2 separate regions of the Mus musculus genome follow, and region 2 is linked to region 1. Evidence: chromatin contacts called from public HiChIP or PLAC-seq data. All regions are on one chromosome and are shown on one strand. Each heading gives the region's core, a stretch centred on a gene start, on an enhancer-like site or on the middle of the called end of the contact. The rest is flanking DNA. Distances are from core to core; before and after follow the strand shown. Region 1 overlaps Ndrg3 (N-myc downstream regulated gene 3). Region 2 holds the start of Soga1 (suppressor of glucose, autophagy associated 1).

Region 1 (3,754 bases), core at 461-2,960:
CATGCATGCAGACAAAACACTGATGCAGATAGATAGATAGATAGATAGATAGATAGATAGATAGATAGATAGATAGATAGATAGATAGATAATTTTTTAAAAGTTAAAGGTGCTAGGCACTAGTCTGGGTTCTAACACTTTAATAGACACTGGCTTTGGACCAGGTATAAGCCTCATCTGTAAAACAGCTGAGTATTTGGCAAGAGGATAGAAGAATAACACAATATTTGGTTGGTTTATTTGTTTTGTTTTTTGATGAGATAGGGTCTCTCTACATAGCCCTGGCTATCCTGGAACTAGCTCTGTAGACCAGGCTGGCCTTGAACTCAGAGATCCACCAGCCTCTGCCTTCTGTGTGCCAGGATTAAAGGTGTGTACCACCATGCCCAGTTGGGAGAATAATAATAATATTTCTAAAAATACTCTGAAAATGGCTAAATACTTTTTTGAGACAGAGTCTTATTATGTAGCCCTGGCTAGCCTGGAGCTCATTATGCAGCCTAGACTCTTGACAGCCTTCTTGCCTCTGCCCTCTAAGTACTAGGATTTCAGGGGTGGGCCTGCCTTTCCTTTTTCTTTTAAAACAGGGTCTTGCTATGTAATCTAGGGCTTAATCTTCTCTTATCTCAGCTTTCTAAGCACTGGTATTATAGTTCTGTACTACCACATTTATAATGTTATTTGAGGGGGGAAAATATATCTATACATTCTGCTTTGGTGGTTACTTCTTTTCATTACTGGAGCCAAAATAAACATGGCAAATTCACCCACTTCTTGACAATTCTGAGCTATAGACAAAATTACAGTCATACTAAAATAAAAATGGGAAGAATACCAACAAGTTATAAGACAAGTTAACATGAGCTTCTCTTAAAATATATGGAAAATGCTTCCTTATGGTCACCCCAGGACACATTTCCCTGTAACAGGGTCTGTGTACATTCCTTTTAGGTCCCTGAAGCCTGAAAGGGTTTGGCAATATCTTATGCTAAGAGCAAAGTATCAAGTGAGAGATGGGGTAAAATAATATTCATTTCTAGGTTGTTCCTTAAAGAGACAAGAAAAGTCACAATGGCCAAGTCTAGATGGTCACACAGGCGGGCAGAACATTTCAGAATAGGAAAATCTTGGGTTTCAGACCCAGCTCTACCATTTACTGACTGAGCAAGCTGGCCTATCAATCAGATATTGTCATCTGTTACGTGAAGATTATAGTACTTTAAAGAGAAATCTGAGCATTAAGAGAGAATGCATGTAAAGCACTTGGCACATAAAAGTACTTAGTTAGTAAATGAATAATAGCAGGATAGCCCATACTCCATAATGAAGAAAGGGAGAAGGGAGGAAACCGAGGTGGGGGCGAGGGGACAGGGAGGCCAAACAACAACAAAGTTGCTTAAGGCGTCTACTCGTTCTGATCCAGAGGCTTCCTCTTAATAGCAGTGAGCATCATTCATGGACTTTGCACCCCATTTAGCACTATCTAGAGACCTTTTTAGTTGTCACCACTGGGTGGGGGGCTAGGGAAGGCTAGTAGCATCTAGTGGACACAGGCTGACGTTGTTGCTAAACATTCTACAATACATAGTAGAACAGTGTCCTAAACAACACCCAGTCCAAACACCAGTGCCAATACGGAGAAATCCTGCAAGCAGTGCCTGGAACTCAATCTTGCCAGCCACTTCCTTCTTAGCTTTAGTTCACTCAGCAATACAGAAACGTCCTTCTCCGTGCTCTCTACCTCACAGAGTCACCCAGAGCATCAAATGACACCATGGAGACGGAGGAGAGGCATTTTCCTCATCAGCTTCTTTTACAACATGTACAAAGGTACCAACTTACTGGGCAGAGCTGGCAGTTTTCAAACGCCAGGGAATCCCCGAAGTCAGGAAGATGGAGGGCTAGCTAAGGAGTCAGTAGTCCTCGGCAACGCCATTGTTCAAAGGGGACTCTTGCCTGCTCAGTCAGAACATGGGGCGATCATGAATGGAAACTGGGACAGGAACATGTCTCAGGGAGGAAGGAGCAAGATGGAATGTGTGAAGTTCATGGGAGCAGGACAGCACATGGAAGAGAGCCCAGAGGCCGTTAGGGAGTGGGGCTTTGCTTGGAGTCAGTCTATTTGGCCACAATGAACTACAACAACAGAAAGTTGATTCCTCACAGTTTAGGAAGCGGCAAGGTTTAAGACAGAGGTTTCGGTTTCTGATAAGGGCTCTCTTCCTGCTTTACAAATGGCTGCCTTCTTACTAAGTCCTCACACAGTAACAAGAAGAGGCCACCAACCCATCAGATTAGGCTCTGTGTTTCTGATCTTACTGAACTTTAATCACTTCTATTAAAGTCTGTCTTAGTTTTATACTGTTGCTGTAATTAAAAAAAAAAAAAACAAAACCTGACAAAAGGAACTTGGGAGAGGAAGGTTTTATTTTCGCTCACAAACCAGGTTACAATCCATAGCAGCTGAGAAGTCAAGGTGGCAGGAACTTGAAACAGCCAGTCCTAGTCCCAGTCAGCCCCAGTCAGCCAGCCCCAGCCCCAGTCAGTCAGCCCCAGCCCCAGTCAGCCAGCCCCAGCCCCAGTCAGCCAGCCCCAGCCCCAGTCAGCCAGCCCCAGCCCCAGTCAGTCAGCCCCAGCCCCAGTCAGTCCGTCCCAGCCCCAGCCCCAGTCAGTCCGTCCCAGCCCCAGTCAGTCCGTCCCAGCCCAGTCCACACACAGCGCCAGTGCTCAGCTCACTTTCTCCTTTTTCATGCAATACAGAACCCAACCCCAGACAATGGTGCTGCCTACTGCTAGGCTATCTTCCCACATCACTTAGTATAATCAAGACAAACCCCCAGTCATGCCCACAGACCATCCTAAGCTAGATAACCAATCCCAAAAGACAGCCTTCCCGGGTGATCCTAGATCACGTCAAGTTGACAATTAAAACTGACCGTCACAGGGCTTCCTCTCCAAAAGTCACATGTGGTGGGGGCTAAAGTTTCAGTGTGTAAAATTGGGGGGACAGAATTCACTCTGTAACATTCAAGCAAATCTGATAGCAATGCCCTTATTTGTAAGTAGCTTAGTGGCTGAGCACAACCAGGATTCCTTTGTTTAATCCTCAGTACAAACAAAACAACTACACTATATCCCAGACCAGTTCCGTAAGGTGTCAGTAAGAAGGCACAGCTTGGCATTAGCGACTCTTACATCTCCACATGTAGTTCCAACCAGAAGCCAAGCCTGAGTCATGCTGGCACCGTCTTTACCCCTGAGACTGGTCTGGAGCTGGGGTCTGGGATCTGCATTGTTAAGCACTCCCCTACCTGATTCTGAGGTCAGGTTACTTCCTTGCTGAAGCTAACCTGTCTGCTTTCCCCTGCCCTGAGAATACTCATTTCTGTGGCCAGACCTGCGCTTTATAACTATAGATTTTAGTATCTTCCTCTTCTTTGTGGTACAGTCCTTCATATACACAGAAAAATGGTATTTAATGAGTAGAGATTTCTGGAAACACTGTGGGGGGCAGTCAGCAGAAGTCAAGAAGGTGTTTACAGACTGCCAAAGGAGAGAACATAAAGTCTAGTGAAAGTCAAAGGAAGGAGTGACAAAGAGAAAAGGTCACAGGGAAGAGGGTGGGGCTGCCAGGATGCAATGTAAGTCAGAAAAAATATAAGTCAGTAGAGTAAGATGTTATAAAGGGCCTTGCTTTGGACAGAGAGAGAAGCTAGCATTGACATCTTTTGGTGCGCTCTCTCATCCCCTCTCG
Region 2 (3,873 bases), core at 504-3,003, 110 kb after region 1:
CGACGATTGCTTCTCCCAGACAGCTCTCCAGGCCCACACACAGAGGGAATACCCCTAACCAGCAGGACAGTTTCCCTCTTCCCACAGGGAGCACGGGCCAAGTCTGCCCAAACCTCTCTCAGAGGGGACAGAAGACAATATCCTGGGATTGAGGAAGTGGCCTCTGAACCAGTTCTCCCACGACATCATCCTCCCAGGCTGTGGGACCGTTAGACTGGGCGGAAGTGGACTCGAGCCAAGGGGATGTTCCCAGATGTCACGCTTTCAAACTGGATCCGCCCCAAAAGGCAGGCGAGGACAGGCCTGCCGGGGAAGCCCTGGGTAAGGACTTAGGATGGTGTTCTGCCTCTCCTTGCCAGGGGATAGCACGGTTTCCCTGGCAGCCTAACACACGGACATTGGTTCCAGAACAGAGAGCCGAGAAAGCCTGCTGATCTGGGACCGGGGTCCTGGGCAGGTTAGAGGGGGGGAAGGTCAGCCTTGGCTGACTATCCCCACTCACCCATCAGAACGTGTCCTCTAAAACAGTTTTACCGCGGGTGGGAAAGTGCACATTGGGGTCCTTTACTCGGTGTCTTATCCATAATCCTCCTCACCGGAAAAGTGGGAAGAGAAGGTGGGGCACTCTCCCTGCTTGGTCAGCGCCCTGGACTCTTGAGCCCGGATGACCAGTCCTCTCCCGCCCCTGCGCCTCCCCCATCCCCCCCAGGTCCCCACCTTGAGATAGTCGTTCTCGGAACGCAGCTCTTCCAGCTCCCGCACCAAGCCTCCGGGCCCACAGTCCAGCATCTCCTCGGTGAGGTCGGAGAAGGCTAGCGAGGCGCTGAGTGGCAAGCGGCTGCTGCCCACCGACGATGCGGCCACCGACGGCTCATCCGGGGAGGCGGGAGGCCGCGGAGGCTGCTGCCCCGACTGCGCTGGCTGGGGCGGCTGCCCGGTGCGGGTCCCCGCCGGGCCGCCCGCCGCAGACTCGGCGTCGCTGCTCAGCGCCAGCTCCAGGCCCAACTGGCGCGCCTCCTCCGACGCGCAGTCCGACACCTCGGAGCTACTGTCCGTGAGGCTGGGCGGCGGCGGCGGCGGGCGGGGCCCGGTACCGGGACGAGGGCGACCCTTGGCGCGGACCCCCGTGCGCACCCCGGCCACCCGAGGCCCCGTGCCTCGGGTACCAGGAGCCACCGCGCGCCCCTTCTTGTCGGGCCTCGCCGAGGACGCGGTGCCACAGGCTGTAGCGGAGCCCGGGCCTGTGCCGCGGCGGCCTTTGGCCAGAGACCAGCCGGCCACGTCCTTGGGCCGGGCTGGTGATGGCGCGCGGTGGCTTTTCTTCCTCTCCGCGGCGGGCGCGGGCGCAGGCGGGGGGCCGTAGCCCCGCGCCGATGACTCTCCCGCTGGCGTCTCCATCGCGGCCTCCCCGGGTCTCAGCGAGCGGCGCGCATGGCCCGGGAGTGGCCGGCTTGGGTGTCCCTGCGGCGGGTCTCGGATGCGCTCCCGCCGCTCAGGCCGCGACTGCGCTCCGGTCTCCTGCGTCCGGGGGCTGCGCTCGGGCCCTGCCCCGCGCCGCGCGGCCTCTCCGCCACTCGGTGCTCTCAGCGCGCGGCCCGATCTCCTCCAGGCGCCGCGACTCCGACTCCGGCTCCGCCCGGTGCCCGCCCCCTCCGCCTCGCCGCGCCCCCGGAGTGCGCCCGGACCCCGACTGCAGCCTGCTCGGCGATCGCCGCCTCGGACTCCCAGTCCGGCTGAGGCCAGGGCCCCGGCTCCGCCCGGCGCGGCCCGCCCCCCACGCAGCCCCGCCAGCTCCCCGCCCCGCCGCCTCGGCTCGGGGGCGCGCGGCTCGGCGAACAAAAGGCGGACGCGGCGGGAGCAGCGGGGAGGGACGCGAGCGGGGAGCGAGGGAGGGATCCGCGAGGCAACAGCGACCCCCTCGAGGGTCAGGCGGGCCCGGGCAGCCGCGGCCTCGGCTCGCTCCCGCCGCTCCGGGCCGCCGGCCGCTCCTCTGCGGGCTGGGGGATCACACCCGGCCGAGGAGCCTGGAAGCCCGGCGTCGCCGTAGGGGCCTCGTGGACGACAGGAGAGACTATTCCCTGGCAGAGGCCCCGCGGACCTCAAAGGGCCGGAGCCAGCATCCATGCACACCCAGCACCGCGCCGCGCGCCCCTTGTGGGTGCTGAGCCTGCGCGAACTCCGCCCCCTTTAACTGGGCATGACAAACGACCCCATCCTATAGAACCTTAAACTGAACACGACCTGGCACGCGGTCGGTTCTTGGTCTGAGAAGGAAGCAGGATGGATCCTACAGAGTATGCTGGACTCCTTTTGCCTCGTCTATCTGTCCGCTGCCATTGGAACCGTGGCGTTCCGCGTGCATCTTGGATCTTGCACACCCTAGTTGCCTATGAACCCGGGCATAGTCTTGTCTCCCCGACCCCAATTTCATGGTCTTTGCGATTAACTTCAGGCTGTGCCTTGAGGATGCCAGACCGTTAGGTGCTTAGGGGGCAGGTTCTAGGCCGGTTAGGGGCTGGCATGGGACTGTGACCCTGAATACCAACAGGGTCAGATTGACTCCACCACAGACTCCAAGGCCCCAGTATTGGTGGGCATGGTTTCTTTCCTCTTGAGCTATTCAGGCTATCAGAGTTAATTTCTCAGAATCCCTTACACCTTCCTCACCTCTGCCCTCTCCACACTGTGCCTAAACCATAGTAAGTTCTTTGGCCCTGGGAAGGCACTCATCAGCATGGTAGCTGCCCAGTCTCTTGCCACCCAGAAGGTAGCTCGTACACACACACACACACACACACACACACACACACACTATGCAGCCTCTTTTTCTTCCTTTAGACCCTTCTCGGTCTTTCTCTCCCCTTCTCTTTTCCCCCTTCTTTTCCATGGGTTCCTCGTCCTCCTCTTCTTCCCTCATCTTTACTTTGGCTCCTCCCCTTTCTCCTAACCTGACCTACATCATGGCCAACTAGTTCAAGGTCTACTCCTTTTTCTTTTATTGACCCACCATCCACCTCGAAGTACAAGCAGGTCTGCCTAGCACCTGGGAACCCTGAGGACCCTGGGGAGTCCTCCTACACCCAAGCCGCGGAGTCCAGTCCTAGCCTGCTCTAATGGGTCCATTACAAGTTCATTATCGTGATTGTCCCTGCTCTTAAGGGGCTCATTGAAGTGATACAGAGAGAATGTGCAGTTCTTGAAACTTGTTGCTTCCTATAGAACATGGGTTTTTGCAGTGTGAGGGCATATGCATGAGACCATCCTCAGCTGGGTAGGCACTAATGCAGACCATGCTCCATATTTCAACAAAGAATCTTAGAATTCTCCCCCCACACCTCTCTCTCAAGATGGTGTCTCATTTTATTGCCAGGCTGGCCTTGAATTCATGGGCTTAAGCTTTCCAAACAGCTGGGAGTACAAAAGTCTGTCAACTCTTGTCTCAGAAGGATTAAGGAACTTTTTTTTGGCTTTTCGAGACAGGGTTTCTCTGTGTAGCCCTGGCTGTCCTGAAACTCACTCTGTAGTCCAGACTGGCCTCGAACTCAGAAATCCACCTGCCTCTGCCTCCCGAGTGCTGGGATTAAAGGCTTGCGCCACCACCGCCCAGCAGGATTAAGGAATTTATGTCTGGTTGCATTCTCCAAAAAGAAGCACATGATATATATTCCAATTGTTGTTGTAGTAGTAGTAGTAGTAGTAGTAGTAGTAGTAGTAGTAGTAGTAGTAGTAATGTGTGCATGTCACACATGCATACACACACACACAAGTGCACACATGCCACAGTGCACATAAAAGGTCAGAGGACAACTTTTAGGAGTTGCTGTCACCCATCGGATCGCTAGCTCTTCTCATAGCCATCCTGGCACTGCCAAC

The links. HiChIP or PLAC-seq counts read pairs in DNA pulled down with a chosen protein or histone mark.
Region 2: a contact with region 1 is called in an H3K4me3 HiChIP or PLAC-seq map of embryonic stem cells, with 19 read pairs. The contact joins the promoter of Soga1 here to the enhancer-like site in region 1. A contact is called at or near these places in 8 of 39 promoter capture datasets (3T3-L1-derived adipocytes, the C10 cell line, the HPC-7 cell line and 4 more), 2 of 115 datasets of contacts at active chromatin or transcription factors (embryonic stem cells and microglia) and 3 of 9 other capture datasets (adipose tissue, liver and pancreatic islet).

What each region holds. Positions count from the first base shown.
Region 1 is chr2:156,965,466-156,969,219 of GRCm38.p6, forward strand. All of the region lies in intron 2 of Ndrg3 (N-myc downstream regulated gene 3), which reads right to left. Among named protein-coding and RNA genes, the nearest start is that of Ndrg3, 25 kb to the right of the region's middle. Within about 2 kb of position 1,711, at least 33 of the 459 cell types and tissues checked have an H3K27ac peak or open chromatin away from gene starts, as enhancers often do. A contact at or near this core is called in embryonic stem cells, microglia and pancreatic islet, where this site is marked.
Region 2 is chr2:157,077,512-157,081,384 of GRCm38.p6, forward strand. It overlaps Soga1 (suppressor of glucose, autophagy associated 1), which reads right to left and starts at 1,754. Exons shown (of 15, transcript NM_001164663.1): 1 at 718-1,754. The coding sequence starts at 1,398. It also overlaps a transcript of Tldc2 not described here.